2 separate regions of the Mus musculus genome follow, and region 1 is linked to region 2. A link is a contact called in public HiCAR-type data. All regions are on one chromosome and are shown on one strand. The core of a region is the stretch at or near the end of the contact, and the rest is flanking DNA. Distances in the headings are between cores, read along the strand shown. Region 1 has its middle 57 kb from the start of Gm24626. Region 2 has its middle 470 kb from the start of Gm35251.

Region 1 (2,869 bases), core at 128-2,627, 530 kb before region 2:
AGGAGAGCAGTGATGTACATGTGGAAAAACTTGAGCTGCATCTCTGCCAAAAAAATATGTAGGACTTCAGGAAAACCCGAGGTAGAGGCTGGAAAGATGGCCATTTCATAAGGTGAAACCCTTAAATGAGGACAGAAGTTTTAAAAGGCAAAGGAATTTGAAGAATAAAAGGTGCTAACCAATACCCCATAAAATATAGTTCTTAGTTATCCCTATTCATATTTTTGCCATGACTATACCACGGGCATAGGACATGAAGGTGAGATCAAGATGTGTTGAGGGTGCCTTGAAAGAAGTTTGAAGCAGCCAGCAGTGACTAAATGTGATCAAGACACATTGTACCCACATAGGAAAAGTCCAAAGAATAAATACAAATATTATAAGAACTCTTTCTTAAAATTTAAGTCATAGTGAGTTTGTGCATGAGAACAGGAGATACACGTTATTCATTACCTTTACACAGGTTTTTCAATGTCATTGAAAGTCTCTATTTTGGCTTTTGCAGGGTAGAGTCCATGATGAATGTTGACTGGAAAGTGAGAGGAAGGGTCATGTTAACGTACGACCCTGGAAAGTCTGCCTTTAAATATGGAGAAAAGCAAATCTCATGCATGTTCCGTTCTTCCAACCACAGACTCCACTTCCTCTCTTTCAAATGTTATATCCACCACTACAAGGAAACAGAGTGGATATGCTGTAGTATAACAGAGGGGTCGCACTGTTAGATGAAATCCCCAAAGTCTAAATTCCAAGGAGACTGATATCTATGCTTGGTTATGCTGAAAGATTTTTGCCACTAGAGGATGCAGAGGAGCTAGCTGAGTGCTTTGGAGAGAATATTTACAAGCAAAGACAAGAAAAGATTAATTTTTAGAATGCAAAGCAAATTCTTTAGAAGAAATGGAGACGACGAGACAGAATATTAAATGGTCATAGGATATGAACTGGTAATTTAGGCATCCAGACTTGCCAATGAGTAGATAAGATAATAATTTATTAAAGGAGTGGAGTAGAACACTGATCTGACCAGAGTGGTGACAAATAAGGAGTTTATTTGGGGTTTATGGAGAGAGAGAGAGAGAGAGAGAGAGAGAGAGAGAGAGAGAGAGAGAGAGAGAGAGAGAGGAAGGGGAGAGGGAGAAGGACATAGACAGACGGACAAGTAGACAACAGATACCGCTCCCCCCCCTCCCCCGGGCTCAGGGACTAAAACCAGCACATGGCTTTTGAGACCTCAAAGCCTGCTCCCAGAGACATACTTAGTCTGCCAAGGCCAGACCTTGTATTTTTACCAAAACACCACCACCAAGTGGGGCCTAGTATTCAGATGCCTAGGGCACTTCTCATTCAAACCACCACAGCTGGGATGGGGGAAACTAGTGAGGGCAGGAGGAGTACTGCAGCCTCCTACTGGGTGCCTGTGAGTCCAACAGGCAGTCAAAGTGAAAGTAAGAATAGACATTCATTTCCTGATTAATTTGCATATTGCAATTAGCGAACTGAATCTTTTGAAACCCCACCAGTGCTGCTAGAGCTGAAGTAATAGATCTTTTCTCACGGGTTAGCCAGAATGATTCCTGTTCCTATTATTATATTCCATCATGTGTCCTGAGATTTGTGCCACGGTTGACAATAGTAGAGATTTACAATTACTTTTCATTGACTGCTTCAGAATGCTTTGAATAATATGATTTCATTGTGTAAAATACAGAATTACAAATGGCTCTCCCATAATATATGAGTATATTGTTTATGAACTAAGAAGTATTTGGTGACTTACTTGCTTGTAGAAAATCTCTGTTCATTTCAAAGACCAAACATCTGTTCTACCCCCAATAGCTCCCGTTTTGGCAAAAACAAAAATTTTAATTTAAAATTCCACTAATACCTGGAATTTGTTTCTTCTTGTTGTTTATAAGAAATTTCTCTATAATTTTTCTTGCTATTTTTAGACTTTTCAGCTCTTTTCCCAATCTCTGCTTTAACATTTCATTTTCATGCTCTATGTCCACATCGATAGGATGCCTGAGCTCTGCATCTCCTGAAAGTGCTAATAATTTCTTCTTTGGAGGAAAGTGTATAGATGAGTTTTAAATCACAGTCCCTGCTTCAGTGTGAGTTTAAGGAGGGAGAGGAGATAGCACACTCCCCTTTCCAGATGCACTGGATGCCTCTTTTCAGAGAACCTTGCATTCAGTTAAGGAACAATTGTGGTTTCCCCCTCCAATCCATCATGTTTAGTTCTTCTACCTCAAACCAAGCAACATCAAAATTGCCATCCATGAAGCCATCAATTTTTCTATACTTTTATGTCATTGTGGAGAGAGAGAGAGAGAGAGAGAGAGAGAGAGAGAGAGAGAGAGAGAGAGAGAGAGAGAGTTCTTATGAGTAATACTTCTTACCTCTAAAATTATAGAGTTTTTACTTATTTCTCACATTAAACGAGTTATTTAATTAAAGGAAATACCATACGAATCTTATAGTTTAATATTCTCTCAGAATGAAACCATTTTTCTAATATTTGGGTCATAAAGTACTGAAATAAGAAGGCAAATAGAACAAAGGAAGCAAATAAAAATCACTTTAATATAAACAATTAATAATAATGATGATGATAAATTTTAATAATGTCCAGTTAGATCAAATCCTTTTATGGACACAGAAGTTAAATTTAAATTCTTACTCTAATGCACCCCATGTAGAGCTCAAATGTGAAAACCATGTTAAAGCTGACTAACTGTTCAAACCCACATATAGAGTCTCTCTCTCTCTCTCTCTCTCTCTCTCTCTCTCTCTCATAGAAGTACAGCAACACTGATAGCTATGACTGACCACAGTAATGCTGTTATTGTCAGGAGCCATTTGGACA
Region 2 (2,769 bases), core at 242-2,741:
CCAAGTGCTGGGATTAAAGGCATGTGCCATCACTGCCTGGTGGGAGGCTACTTTTAACATAAAATAACATACAATAAAAAATATATGTATATATTCTCCAATATCATTACATTATCATCACCAAATTATAATCATCTCTAGTTTCTTGCAACCTGTGGGAGGTAGTCAATAAAATGTTTTGTTCCAGGAAAGATCCAGCATCACAAGCAAATGTGGTTTTTGTGTTGAAATTACTCAGAGTACCTGAGCCTTCTCCTTGTTCTTGTCTAGATGGACAGTCACAAAAAGACCCAGCTTCTACCTTCAACTTCCTTTGCTCTGTATCAATCACTTCTTTCATCCCAACAAGGTAATATCCTCTTGACAGAATCGAAGAATGAACTTTCTAAACTCTTCCTCTCTTCCCTCTCTCTGTTCTTTCTCTCTCCTATTTCTCTGCTTTTCTATTTCTATTCAATATCCTAGACAAAAATTTTGTAAGGATATACCTCCAATGTTATTTCTTAGATTTTATGTTTCTTAAAGTAAAAATTAACCATAATCTAATGTAAGAATTTATTTTGGAAAAAAATGGGGATAAAAAAAATTAACCTCAGAAAAGGAGTCATTAAAAATCTGAAAAACAAAACCTCAGTAGTTCTAATATGTTATGACTAAGTTGTTACTCCCAATCATGTATTTCATTAATGTTTTATTAAAATAAAACACTGCAGGTTTGAATAAAATAGCTGGCATATATATCCCCTAGATAATACATTAATTAAGGAAGGCTATAAAATGAAAATACAATGCAACATATTTTAGTGTGGGACATAGACATTTTATTGATGACATGATTCACATTATCTTAAATGGAAAAAAATCTACACTTTCTACCTACAAACTATATCTACAAACTATAAATAATATTCATATATTTAAACATAATTTCAGTTATTGGACTTCAAAATTCCAGTAAAAATTACACTATTACAAAGTTGAAAGCCATAATAAAAATAAATGTCCTGACTTCACCAAGAAGAAACTGTCTTTATTGGTTAAACAGAATGATGTGTGTTTTTAATATTTATAACATATTTATAAAGTGATAGGAAGAATCAGATGCAGATGTTTTCAACTATTACTAAGTGTTGTTTGGAGGGACCATTTGAAATACCTACACTTGTGAAAATTTCAATTCAAAACTTTATAACTTGGGAACAATAAGATAAATTTTCCATAAAGCATATGTGGAGATTAAGATATGATTTGTAGTAAATTTGACACTTACACCGACTTAAGAATAAAATCTCAATAAGCAAATAAACCTGTGTGGATGAATGACGCAAGTCCAAATCTGCAAATTATGTGTGCCTTATATGTTCAAGTCATAAGAGTAAAAAGAACATGTCTACTGTGGCTTTCAAGTCCTCTCCCCTGGACTTGTAGATCTGACCCAGTAGTGAGAGTGTGAGGATGTCCTCTAGGATTTTCCATTCCCAATCCAATTGAAACAGGAGAGTTTTACATTTCCTTCCTTTCACTTTACTACAGTGATTTATTGTCTTCACTGTGCATTGGTTAATTTGCTCTGAATTACAGAACTTGCTTCTTTCACCAAGCTCATTTGCCTTTTAAACTAATTACAGAACATAGACAATACCACTATAGTCCCATTAGTTCATGTGGCAGGTGGACTTTAGCACTGAATCCAAATGATAATAGGGGATGTAATTGAAAAAGATCAGTAGAGGCACAAAGAAAAATGAAGAGACACATTTACACTATTTAGAGGAATCCACTCTTATATAAGAAAAAAAAAGACATGAGAACATTTTCTTCATAATAGTATTTATACATAGAACAATATAAAACTACTAAAAATATAGAGATTATTCTCTGAGACTGAGAAAATCGTGAAATGCATATACATTTATATATTATATAATCCACCCAGCCATACATACATACATTCACATATACACATATAAGTTTGCATGATGAAGCATCAACAAACCATTCTTGTTTTCATGCAGCCACCTCACCAGTGACAAGAGGAAACTATCATGAAGATACTGGCTATAAGGACCACACTCTAATTTTCGAAAGAACAAACAAGGTATTTTTACTTTGTTTTTGCTTAATGAGCACACTGGCACCAGAGAGATGTAAAACAATTTTGGCATGATGCCTGCACCTTATGTCACAGTTCCAAGGTGTCAGTCCTGATGGTGCTCACATTAGGGACTGCATAGCTCATTCATTTCTGCCGTGCTTCTCGCTCACCCTGGGTTACATAGCTACAAGGGACAATGCACCCTTTGGACCCTTTGTGGTTTATGAATTGTAAATCCAAAGGGAGAGGGAGACAGCTTGACTGAACCCAAATTATGTTGCAATAGATGGTAATGAATGTCCTGCTTTAGCAGGATAATAGAACTCCTGTTTATTGGCAGTCATTCAGGCTGTATCTCTCCCATCTATTTTCTCTCTTGGCCTTGACCCTAATCCAGCAATTGCACATCCCCAGCTGCTCTTTAAGCTGCCTCATTAGCAGCGCACCATTGGGCAGCTCCCATGACAGTCATCCAATAGGATGAAAGTGACATGGGGCCAAAGACTGTAACTGATTGGCAAGCATGGCAATGAAATATGAGACAGGGCTGTGTGAAGAAGGCATCTGAGAGTGTTGGAATGGGCTGAGCAGTTAAGGAATTTTAGGCACATGATATCTTCACAGTTCTACATTGTTGTTTCCTAAGTGTTTGAAAATAATCCTAAGATACTTTA

What was found. HiCAR-type assays count read pairs that join an accessible place to other places.
Region 1: a HiCAR-type map of astrocytes shows a contact between it and region 2, with 4 times the contacts expected there. The contact joins two enhancer-like sites.

Annotation. Positions count from the first base shown.
Region 1 is chr5:85,770,784-85,773,652 of GRCm38.p6, reverse strand. No RefSeq gene overlaps it. Among named protein-coding and RNA genes, the nearest start is that of Gm24626, 57 kb to the left of the region's middle. Within about 2 kb of position 1,377, at least 29 of the 459 cell types and tissues checked have an H3K27ac peak or open chromatin away from gene starts, as enhancers often do. A contact at or near this core is called in astrocytes, where this site is marked.
Region 2 is chr5:85,239,388-85,242,156 of GRCm38.p6, reverse strand. No RefSeq gene overlaps it. Among named protein-coding and RNA genes, the nearest start is that of Gm35251, 470 kb to the left of the region's middle. Within about 2 kb of position 1,491, at least 31 of the 459 cell types and tissues checked have an H3K27ac peak or open chromatin away from gene starts, as enhancers often do. A contact at or near this core is called in astrocytes, where this site is marked.